2 separate regions of the Hordeum vulgare genome follow, and region 1 is linked to region 2. Evidence: chromatin contacts called from public Hi-C data. All regions are on one chromosome and are shown on one strand. The core of a region is the stretch at or near the end of the contact, and the rest is flanking DNA. Distances in the headings are between cores, read along the strand shown.

What was found. Hi-C and Micro-C count contacts between places; a contact is called where the count stands out from the background.
Region 1: a Hi-C map of leaf shows a contact between it and region 2, with 2.5 times the contacts expected there. The contact joins the enhancer-like site here to the promoter of LOC123397538 in region 2. A contact is called at or near these places in 2 of 6 Hi-C or Micro-C datasets (leaf and seedling).

The regions. Positions count from the first base shown.
Region 1 is chr5H:433,379,400-433,385,568 of MorexV3_pseudomolecules_assembly, reverse strand. It overlaps LOC123397563 (respiratory burst oxidase homolog protein E-like), which reads left to right. Exons shown (of 13, transcript XM_045092096.1): 8 at 238-353; 9 at 440-776; 10 at 869-1,063; 11 at 1,175-1,303; 12 at 1,503-1,581; 13 at 1,717-2,276. The coding sequence ends at 1,826. Among protein-coding and RNA genes, the nearest start is that of LOC123397563, 10 kb to the left of the region's middle. Within about 2 kb of position 2,433, at least 3 of the 3 cell types and tissues checked have open chromatin away from gene starts, as enhancers often do. A contact at or near this core is called in leaf and seedling, where this site is marked.
Region 2 is chr5H:432,720,926-432,727,157 of MorexV3_pseudomolecules_assembly, reverse strand. It overlaps LOC123397538 (probable ethanolamine kinase), which reads left to right and starts at 2,403. Exons shown (of 11, transcript XM_045092065.1): 1 at 2,403-2,689; 2 at 2,857-2,948; 3 at 3,439-3,545; 4 at 3,866-3,971; 5 at 4,205-4,327; 6 at 4,450-4,541; 7 at 4,861-4,945; 8 at 5,091-5,196; 9 at 5,288-5,351; 10 at 5,747-5,839; 11 at 5,925-6,232. The coding sequence starts at 2,538. The coding sequence ends at 6,053. It overlaps LOC123396828, which reads right to left and starts at 1,240. Exons shown (of 3, transcript XM_045091634.1): 1 at 774-1,240. The coding sequence starts at 1,240.

The sequences.
Region 1 (6,169 bases), core at 1,184-3,683, 660 kb before region 2:
CTCCGTGGATCCGTGGAGCTGGTGAACAGCCGAACAGGCCTTTAATCATTAGTACTGACATGAATAAGAACACGTCGATTCTTCGTTGCGTTAGGCAACCTGATTTATGAGTTTCAGACTTTTTACTGTATAGGAAATGCTGTATGCAGAACATTCATCCATTTATTAGAAATATGTTCACAGGCATGAAACTAGGTAAACCAAGTGCATGTTCTTATAGAAATTTGATTCACTCAGGTGTTGCTTCTACCTGGAAGTGTACTGACAATAAAAATGTCAAAGCCCTACGGATTTCGATACAGGAGTGGACAATATATCTTTCTTCAGTGTCCGATTATCTCTCCATTTGAATGGTGCGTATAGCCTTCTTTTGCTTCTCTACTTACCCTAGTTTTTAGCACAGCAATTCACCTGCTTCTGCTCTGTTTTTCTTGTTCAGGCATCCTTTCTCCATAACTTCTGCTCCTGGAGATGACTACCTAACTGTTCACATTCGCACAAATGGAGACTGGACGCAAGAGCTCAAGCGCATATTTGTCGAGAACTACTTCCCGCCGCACCTTAACAGAAGAACTTCATTCAGCGAGTTAGGTGCGGCAGAACCAAGAACCAGCCCCCCACCAAAATTGCTTGTAGATGGTCCATATGGCGCCCCTGCACAGGATTTCAGAAACTATGATGTTCTACTTCTAGTTGGCCTCGGAATCGGAGCAACACCCTTCATAAGCATTCTGAAGGACCTGCTTAACAATATTAAGCTAGCTGACGAGTTAATGGTATATATTTGCTTCAGCCTATTTTGTTCGCATTTTGACAGTTTCCTGAGATGCTTTCTCCTATAGCTTACCTAATTTTCTGGAACTGTTAGGACTTGGCAATGGAGACTACTCAAACTAGTAGGTCGGACGACAGTGCCAACAGCTTCAGCGTCTCAACAGCTAGTAGCAACAGGAAGAGATCATATAGAACAAGCCGTGCACATTTTTACTGGGTTACTCGCGAGCCGATGTCATTTGAATGGTTCAAAGGAGTGATGGATGAGGTTGCTGAAATGGACAAGAAGGTAGGAGTTTATTGTGCCACAGTGCGATCCCTCCATGCCTTCATTTCACAGACCACCCAAGCAATCTTTTGTGCTTTACTGATGAACTACTCATGATGCAATCTTAACCAGGGTGTCATAGAGTTGCACAATTATCTTACGAGCGTGTACGAGGAGCGTGATGCACGAACAACTCTGTTGTCAATGGTCCAAGCTCTGAATCATGCCAAACATGGCGTTGACATCGTCTCGGGCACCAGGGTAAACTTGCTTTCTTTCAGTTGATGGATCACAATATTCACCATATAGGCACGTCTTCAATCAAGTATATAAATAATAAAAATAAATGGAGAGCTTCCTTTCCTCTGAAGAAGAACCGACGCACAAACTATCTGATGATTAATTTGTGTTTTTATGTCTGCCTGCCTGCAAACTGAAACATATGTTGTGCACTTGACAGGTGAGGACACACTTTGCCAGACCAAACTGGAAGGAAGTCTTCACCAAAATTGCCGCTAAGCAACCGAATTCAACAGTCGGTATGGTTTTTCGCTCAAACAGGCTATCCATTTGCATCGCTTGATGTCAGCAACAAAATTCCTAAAATCAAGCAATGTCCATCGATCGACTCTACGCATTCACTTGCTCACCAAGGATCATTCTGATTCGTGCAGGAGTATTCTACTGTGGCGCGCCGACGCTGGCCATAGAACTGAAGAACCTTTCGCACGAGATGAGCCACAAGACGTCGACTCGGTTCCATTTCCACAAGGAGTACTTCTGATGGGAAGAAGCATTGATTCTTCTGATCTGCATAGCGTTAGGCACTGGTAAAGAAGAAGGAATTTTTTGCACAGAAGCAAAGCAAACTGACCTCTCTCTCTTCCTGATCTGGAACTGTACATAGTATAAAGAAGAACAGCCTATTAGGGGAGGGTAGTTAGTGCCATTTATATATTATTAACAAAAAAGAAAGTAAAGGAAGGCTGCTGTATCCAAAAGGAGAAGGAAAGAGGCAGGGTAAAGAGTTGGTTAAATTTCAGATACTGATATACATGTACACAGTATAGTTTTAGGTAGTTACGTATCAAATGCTAAAGCATATGTACACAAGGGCCGGAGGGTGCCACTCTGAATGTAAATCTTCCGGGCATTCATTCATGTGTGCATCTGTGCCTATCGGCTGCTGATAATAAACTCCGGCTGATAATGAACTCCGGTATATTGACACTTTCTTCTTTGGGAATGCGATCTTCTGTGATGGAGTGCGGGAAATGAGAAGAAAGATGGGAAATGTTAACCAGGAACCTTCCTGGGAAGGTCTTAGTAATGTGTGTATCATAGGTATACCTGATATGGGATACCCGGCCCGGCGGGCCCGAAAAAGCTTGACCCCCGACCCGGCCTGACCATGCCCATGGGCTGGGCCTTGGCCTGAGATCTAGGCCCGATAGCTGCGTCGGGTTGGGCTTGGGCCTGTCTTTTTTGCAATTTAGGGAAGGGCCTGGTCCGAGGCCCAATGGGATTTTGCTCTGATGGGTCAGGCTTGGGCCTCAAATCTAGGCCCGACAGTCGGGCTAGGCCAGGCTTGGGCCTGGTTTTTTTGCTATGGGCTTTGTCAAGCCCGGCCCGGTCCGAGGTATGGTCAGGTATAATTGTAGGTAGTATTATGCATGTCAAGTAGGCAATTTTAATGAAGCGACATAGAATTAAATAATAAAAAAAAGATTGAGTATCATATCATGATATCGTATCATATTAAATGACGTGCTACTATGTGTCACGCATGATAATAAATATTCGCACAATAGTATCTGTTAAAAAAAATATTCGAACAAAAATTACCCAAAAGTTTGGATCGTGTAATTCAGGTACCAAAAAAACCCAAAACATTCTGAGCACACATCAATTTTTGGTATGAATTATTTGGATAGTACAAGTATTTCGGATAATATGAGTATTTTAGCTAGTATGAATAATTTGGCTAGTATGAGAGTGTAATAATATGATGAATAAAATTTGGCTAGTATGAATAATTCGGGTAGTATGGGTATTTCGGATTTTTTAGACTGAAACCAAAACCCGAACCCGAAAACCAAATAGCCAAGAAATGAGAACCGAAGCCTAACCCGATATCCGTATTACCCGACAATTCAGGTAATTCGGTTCGGTTCGGGTCCGGGTAACGGGTTAGGGCACCCAAATACGCAGGATGAAGTATATGATACTCCCCATTACAACCAACCTTAGAGAAGACCCCACAGCTGTTGGATTCAAATCATGCGGATGACAAAAAAGTTATAAATCATTGGCATTTTTTATGTTTCATGGCCATTTTCACTTTTGATCGTGGCGAGTCCTGTAGCAGATGTTAAAAAGGTTTTAAATCGTTGGCATTTTTTAAATTACATGGCAATTGTCTCTTTCGATCATGACAAGTCCTGTAAAGTCGTCCTGACATCTTTAGTTAAAACTGCATGACAATTTGAGCATTCTCTGGGAGAACACTCCCAGAAAACATTGTTCAGAAATTGGTGTTTATATAGTACTTTCTTCGTTTCTAAATATAAGATCTTTAAAATATGTTTATATACATCTGTATGTAGTTCATAGTAGAATTTAATAAATACATATTTAAAATGGAGAGAGTAGAAAAGAGGGAGCAAGCACTACGGAATAACTGATCGAGTGAGTGAGTGATCTTCTATACGCCATGCGACCTGCATTGCATTGATGCGCGTCCGGTGCCTGATGACCAACGACCAGTGACGGATCCAGCTTAACATGGAGGATGGTCCAACAATGTAATTCTTCATAGAAATATATTCTTTTCTACTATATATAGACTATGTGAAAACAATGACGGTGCCAGGTTTAAAATGTTGTGATGTCAAGTTTTCTAGTGAATTTTTTTACCTTGATGTTTTGTAGCCTTGATATTACATTACAAGTCAATGAGAACATGCTACTTTATTGCTATATAAAATTTATGGCAGAAATCGTTTGTGATCATGTATATTTGATGCAGTATAAGTAATGAGACAATAATTAAAAAAGAAAAAGGCATATCAGTGCTAAAAAGCAGAACTTATGAATAGAAGGGATGTGCAAATGGCCTTGTTCTGGCGTTGGATTGGATGTCCTGCTTGTGTCGAAAAGAACAACAATATTGAACGATTGATGCCGACGGACCATGAACGGTCCGTCGCTCACAGCTCACATCCTGATCGAAGATCGCAGGTGGAGGACATGAGTAGCTCGTGGTTCAGTGGACGGCCGGAGGCAAAAATGTTAAACATACAAAGAGTTACATAAGGTTACATGCTGATTAGGATTCTTTCTTTCTAACTAACCACTTTCTCCTGATTTTTAAAGGGGTGGGGCCCTCATTTCCCTTAATCTCCAATCAAAATCCACCTCTTTATAAAATTTATGTAAACTTATATATGTGTAGCATTGCTGCGACCGGAGGTGGTCCTGCTTGCCTCACGGCTTGCGGGCGGAGGAAGTTTTTTTTAACTGACGAGCACAAAGTAGGGAAGGCAGAGAAGTCGAAGGAGAAAATCAAGGGATTTCTTGATGCATTACAATCATGGAAGCTACTTCCTCCGTTCTTAAATATTTGTTTTTTTAAAGATATCACTACGGACTACATACAGATGTATATAGACACGATTTAAATTGTAGATTCATTTATTTTGCTTCGTATGTAGTTCGTAGTTGATTTTTTTTAAACAAATATTTAAGAACGGTGGGAGTATTTGGGACTTTCTTTTCCTGTATGGCCTAGCCCGTTGTTACCAAAATCAGATGATACGTGGGCTTGTAGTCAAATTCTAACTGATTTTTGCTCGGCAGCGTCTCGTAAGAGCAACTCTAGCTGACCACGCAAAACGCCCGGCCCGCAAAATTTTCGGCGAGTATGCGGGTTTGGGTTGCTTTCCTGCGAGAGCAGATACTATAAACGCGGCCCGACCCATAAAACTTTTGCGGTGGTCCGTAAACGCGAGCGCTCGACCGGTATATCTGCTGGTTCGACCGCTGGATGCGGATCGAAACCCTATCCCTCCGCCGCCGCGAAAAGTCCCCCCACCTCACCGCCGGCGCCTCTAATCCTCCGCCGCGCGCCTCCATTTCGCCGCGTAGCCGCTCCATTCCACCGCCCTTGATGGCCAACTCCGGTAGCTGTAGGAACGACGACCCCGAGAGGGCTTGTTGCGTCAGATCCGACGCCGCCCGTAAGCGCGCCGCCCGCCGGTACACATAGTGGGGCCAGACACCGCCGTCGTCGCTCCTCCGTCGCGAGACAGAGGAGTACGACCGCGCGCGCGGCGGCCTCTTATCCGGCAACTCCTTCGAGGCGTCGACCTCGCGCTCGTGCTCTTCCCTCCCCCAGTGAAGAGGGAGCTTGAAGAGCTCCCGTCGGTGAAGATGGATCCGGAGGCCGAGGCGGTGCCGGAGCGACGTGCCGGGGCCGTCGCCTGACCGGAGGATTTCCTCCCTCCGACGGAGGCGGATAGCCTTTTGCCCGTGCTGCTGGCGCGGAGTGCACGAGAGGCGGAAGAGGACCAACAACGCCACCGGAGGGAGGAGGAGATCGACACCATGCTCTACGAGCAGGGTGTCCCGTCGGCCCTCGCCTTCGGCCACAAGGTAGAGGAGTGGCGCCGCGAAGCGACTGCGCAGGAGCGCATCAACATCGAGCTCTACTCCCCCTCCGACGGCGACGACTGAGCGCACTGCGCATTTACTACCGCACGAGCTCGACTCCGGTGAGCTCAATTTTGCGTAGTGCGGTAGGATAGCTAGTAGATGAGCTCCAGTAGGTGTGCTCTCCCCTCTAGTAAGTGATGCATGCTGTGAATGTAGTTTCTATGATCATGTTCTATGTAGCTCTCAATGACTGTGGTTCCAATTTCGCCCGCGAATGTTTTATTTCAAATTATGCAGTTTGATTATATGGGTTCTGTTCTGCAGCGCAATATTTCGTCCCGAAAAACCCAACTTCGTCGAACTGTCAAACGCGTTTGCAGGTCGCAATTATACAGGGTCTGGTAGAGTTGCTCTAAGCAGGCATGGGTCAACAAGTTACGAAATTCTTGTGTAGTCAAATGACCACACAGGCTT
Region 2 (6,232 bases), core at 1,154-3,653:
CGCGCAGCACGCACAAACCACATATACATTTCAAAAAATAGGAGCAAAAACGATCAAACAAGCAAAATAAATCAACAATAAATAGTCATTACAACTCAAACAAATAGTTTATCCTTCAGTACAACAAATAATGCAATAAACACAACCAATAGTTCATGAACAATACAATACAAATAATGCAATAAACACAACCAAATCATGCTCTTTGTCGTCCATGCCATGCCCACCACTCTTCAATCAGATCCTTCTGAAGATCATTGTGCGTTGCGGGACGCCGAATGACATGATAGGAGGCAACAAAACGGGCTACCCTTTCAGCCCTCCGTCGCACTCGCACGGGATGTCCCAAGAGCTCATACTGTAAGTAATCTAAATCTTGGCCACGCTCATTCTCGATGATCATGTTGTGCATGATCACACAAGCGTGCATGATGTACCAAAGCATTTTTTGATCTCAGAATCTAGCCGGTCCTCTCACAATAGCAAATTGGGCTTGCAAAATCCCAAATGCTCTCTCCACATCTTTTCTAGCAGCTGCCTGAGCATTGTGGAAATCAAGATTTTTCTTACCTTCCGGCTTTTTCAACGGCTTCACAAAGGTTTGCCACTTTGGATATATGCCATCCGCTAGATAATAGCCATAGTTGTACGTACGACCATTTGCTACAAACTGCACCGGTGGCAACTCACCATCTGCAATCTTATTCATCAGTGGTGACCGGTTGACACCATTGATATCATTTAAAGATCCAGGCATTCCAAAGAATGCATGCCAAATCCAAGTCTCCTGATCGGCCACCGCTTCAAGGATTATAGTGGAGCCCTTTTTTTGGCCGTGGAATTGCCCATGCCATGCCTTTGGACAATTCTTCCAACTCCAATGCATGCAATCTATTGAGCCAAGCATGCCAGGACAGCCGCGAGCCTTGTTCATCGCCAATAGCCTTGCGACGTCTTCAGCAGTGGGAGATCTCAAATACTCCTCGCTAAACACTTGCACAATTCCCACTGCAAAGCACTTGACACACATGATGGCTTGACTCTCACCCATAGCCAAGTGATCATCAACTAGATCAGCCGGGATACTGTTTGCCAACATACGCAATGCGGCTGTCACCTTCAGAAAGGTGCTATGCCCGAGCTCTCCGGCGGCATTCCTCCTTTGCTGAAAAAACCGGTCATGGCTCGCTAGTTTCTCTGCAATGCGCTTGAACAAGTCTGTGCTCATCCTAAACCGGCGACGAAAATACGACTACGGGTATGTGGGATTCTCCACGAAATAGTTCTTCATCAATCTGTTATGGGCATCAATCCTATCTCTCCAAATTTTCTCCCGACCCATAACCGAACCACCGTGCTTCGGTTTTTTATTGATATGCATAGCTATGATCATTGCAAGATCCTCCTCCTCTTCCATATCAAATTCTTCTTCGGAAGAATCATACGACGAACTCATCTACAATGTTCAATACTATACTATAAAAACTACCATTCAAAACATGCACCAAATTCATAAGTTTGGAGCAATACTTACCTTGTAGGCGTTTTGTCGAACACCTTGCGGGCGCGGCGCGGCAGCGAGCTCTCGGGCGCTGTTCCTCGGACGTCGGAGGTGCGCGAGGGCCGGCCGGACTAGGAGGGGGTGGGGCGGAAGCGCGGCGGTGCGGGGAGGCCGGGGAAGCGCCTGAACGGTCGCCGGGGGGCGCGGGCGGCGCCCGCAGCGGAGACAGGCCGGGGAAGCGCCTGAGTGGCCGCCGGCGGGCGCGGGCGACGACGGCGGCGCGGGGATAGGCGAGGGAAGCGCTGAACGATCGCGGGGGCGCGAGCGGCGGCGGCGGCGCGGCCGGATGGGGGGAGCGAGCGCGGGAGAGTCGCGGGTGCGGGAGCCGGCGCAGCAAATAAGGGGCGCGGGATTGCGTTTCGGTCAGCGAGCTGAACTGGAAATGGCGCGCGCCCGCTGGAGCTGCCAGCCGCGTTGCGCGCGCGCTAAAACTGCTTTTTTTACGGTGTGACGCTTGTATGGCGCGTGTTGGAGATGGTCTAACAAAATCACCATCCATCCAAAATATCTCGAGAGAAAAACAGAGCCGGCATCGCCCCAAATCCAGACAGCCCCAGCGACAGTGAGCAACAGACAAAGGGAGGAGGGCCCCCCATCACGTGACTGTTGAGCGGGCCCGTACAAGCCACCGAATCCTCACCGTCCATCACGCCACACAAAAGCCCGTCGCTGTCCCATCCCAGGGACCACGCGATTGCCGCCACGGGCACCCTACCCGGTGGGTAGGTCGGTGGGGCCTGGGCATCAGCTGACGTGGGCGGCCCCTCCTGGCCTCCCCCGCCACGCGGCGGGTGGCGACTGGGCCCTATAAATGGTGTCCTCTGTTCGAGGCCCCGCATTCCTCCACCACACTTCCGTCCCTCTCCGATCGCATCGCATCGCATCGGCACCGAATCGCCTTGAGGCTCCCACCAGAATAGCCCCGCGACAACGAGCTTCCTCGCGCGAGCGAAAGGATCGCCCGGAAGCGAGGGACATGGGATCGGATGGCCGGAGCTGGAGCGGGGTCGCCGGCGGTGCCGGCGGCGGCGGCGAGGAGAAGACGAGGGCGGCGCCGGCGGAGGTGCCCACGTCGGCCGCCGCGGTCGACATCTCGCTGCCGCTCCCCGAGATGACCCCCCGCGTCATGCAAGTCCCCTGACCCCTCTCCCCATTTTGCTTCTGCGCGCGCGGGTGTATGAACTGACGGTGTTTGGAGAAATGCCTAGTAGAGAGCGACAGGCGCCGCTGCCCCTGATTATTTCCCCGCTTCCCGTTTTGTTTTTCTAATATAATAAGGTTGCTTGCTTCTCCAGAGATCTCTGCAAGGAGTTGGTGAAGGGGTGGTCGTCCCTGGACAGCTCGTGCTTCTCCATCTCGACGGTGTCCGGCGGTATCACCAACCTGTGTGAGTTCTGCTCCTTGCCAGTGGCATGGCTTGCGGCACTGTCCTGGCTCCTGATCCATCTCCCTCACATGACTACCTGAGCATGCTTGAAAGAGGAAAAAAACAGAGGCTATGTAATTATAGTAATTCTTAGGCAAGGCAGTTGCTTGAATTGTCCACACAGACCATGCCATAACTTAATGACTGCACTTTAATGTTTGCTTGCTGCCACACTTTGCTCATCGTTTCAGATGTGGCACTAGAACTTGATTGCATCTGGCAGCCTTTTTGAGACCATACACTCTTTATCATCAGTGTTTTGCACTCATTTCTGCTTCGAAAACACTCCTACTATCATTGCATCCGGAGTTCAGGACCCATTATTTTAGAGGCGTTATGAAATAATAACCGTTTCTATGAGCAACTGTACATAATTTACTTGTGAATCATAGATACAGCAATAATACCTAAATGATTATCTTATATTGTTCGTGATGTTCATGACCTGCAGTGCTGAAAGTATCTGTCAAAGAAGGCACGGATAGTCAGTCTTCTGTGACTGTTCGGCTGTATGGCCCAAATACAGACTTGGTGATTGATCGGGAGAGGGAATTGCAGGTGAGAGTTTCAATCATAGTGTATGAAAATTGTTTGTGCTACTGGCATGTAGTAATATTTACCTGCATTCTGTAGTGTTCCTGTGATTGATTGTCCATTACAGTATTGGTTTATTTGTTGGTGCTTTCTTAGTTGTGGTTCAGTTTAAAATTTCTGAAATGCAATGGTCATTTCCTTCCATAGAAATAGTACCTATGCCATAACACTCGAAGTACCTCATTGTTACATAAAACTAAGTTGTCAAGTAAACCGAGTATTCTGTTGTCATTTTTGGGGCTGAACTGTTTCCTAATGCATACATCTATTACAATCATGGTTAGGCCATACCATATCTCTCAGCTGCAGGGTTTGGGGCTCGGTTACTTGGAGTATTTGAGAATGGAGTGGTTTCGTCATTCATCCATGCTAGGACACTAACACCTTCAGGTAGGCATTTTTATATTCTGCACAATACAAATGGGTGATTTCATTGTCTACTTAATGGAGCGATTTATCTTTTCTCATTTTCTATCTTTTCACACGGTAATTTGAAGTGATCTGTGGTTTTAGGTATATACTCAGTGGTTGTTATTTTGCACCCATAGGTGTGTAGAGACTGGAGAGTCTGCGATAAATGCTTCTGCAAATAGTGTGTTTATTTCCCTTGTTCTGTTTTTCAGACATGAAGGAACCTAGAATAGCTGCTGAAATTGCCAAGCAGCTACAGAAATTTCATCAAGTAGATATACCGGGATCAAAAGAACCACAGTTGTGGAATGACATATTCAAGTTTTTGAAAAAAGGTTACATTCCCAACCCCGAATTTGTTTTGGATATTTCATTTTGGAATTGGTTACTTTTATTTCAGTCTCATCATGAATGACATTACGTAATGTTGTTGTGTGCTGTGAACTATTTATCTTAGCTTCCGTATTGAAGTTTGAAGATAACGAGAAGCAGAAGAGGTATGAGACGATCTCTTTTAGAGAAATACAAGATGAAGTTAAAGAACTTAAGGTACTTTGTTATAAGACTTACCGTCATGTACTATTGACCACTGCAGCAATTTGAGTGCACTTCAGTTTCATATTCCTAAAGGAGTACTCCCTCTGTAAACTAATATAAGACCGTTTAGATCACCATTTTATTGATCTAAACAGCCTTATATTAGTTTACAGAGGGAGTTTTTTTCTTTCTAATTTGGCTTTGTCACAAAGGCATATTACGTATTCATGCTATTAGATTAATCCTATAGCACAATCATTCAATCAAATGGCTACATGACTGTTTGCTAAATTGGTATCCGTGAATATAATGTCTTGCTGTCCTCTTATAGGATCTCTCCGATCTTTTGCATGCTCCTGTCGTTTTTGCACACAATGACTTGCTATCGGGTAATCTGATGCTAAATGATTTGGAAGGTAAATATCACATTAGCTTGTCACCTTCTCTTGATTGTTTAGTACATTATGCTTTCATACTTAAGCTTTCCTTTTGCCCGTTTTGCAAAGGCTTAGATTGTCTCTCTGTTTGTTGTAATATTGTCTTCCCTTTTTTGTTTTGCAGAGAAGCTCTATTTCATTGATTTTGAATATGGATCATATAGCTACCGTGGCTACGACATCGCAAACCATTTCAATGAGTACGCGGGCTTTGATTGTGACTATAACTTGTACGTTCTCTTCTTGCTGGTTGAATAGTCCAATGGAGCTTTGGTCTTTGCTCTTGCCTAGTACTAATGTTTATTTTGTTGCTTCATTTAGGTACCCAGATAAAGATGCACAGTACCATTTCTTCAGGAATTATCTATCCGATAGACCAAGTGAGGTATGTGAATTCAATACATTATCTTCTCTGGGCAAAACCAACTGAAAGGTATTCATAGGTTGTGCAGGTTTTGTCTCCGTGGAAAGAAAGATATTCATAAGTGCCCACTACTGTAACTTAGATGGTGCTCATTCTAAGAGTAGCTTTGTTTCTCATTTTGGAATTAAATAGAAAAACACCAGGTCATGTGCTACATGTACTTTACATCTTATAAGTTAAAGATGATTTGCATCTTTTTATGAGAAAAGTAGGATACTTGGCATCCATACAATACAAGGTAGGAAGACATTCAGAGTGCTACTGAGAAAACAAGTGTCTTCCTCGAATAGCAGAACATAGATAATTCTCGCGTAATATACTTTCACCATAACAATCTGACTGTCCTTTTACCGAAGGTCCAAGAGCAGAATCTGGATGCCCTTTATACTGAAACAAACACCTTCAGATTGGCATCGCACGTCTACTGGGCATTGTGGGCACTCATTCAGGTAAACACCATTAATCTACTTTTAGCACATAGGAAGAGTGCCATGCAACTGTCATAACAAAATATGTGCTGTAATCTAATTGCAGGCAAGGGTATCCCCAATCGATTTTGATTACCTTGGATACTTCTTCCTACGGTACGGTGAATACAAGAAACAGCGAGAGTTCTGTTTCTCCTTGACACAAGGCTTCCTTTCTTCACTGAGGAGTGGCTAGTGCTTGGAAGTTGTGTCCCGGAGCCACTTCTTTGCCGCCCACTTATACTTTGGAGGCAAGCGCGGATGATCGGCTGCTGTATGTGTTAATTATTAGCAAGTGTCGTCTTATGATTATGTCAGCTGTGAGATTCTTCCTTTTCCGCCTATTTTCCTGCAGGAGGCATGTAGTGCCCAATA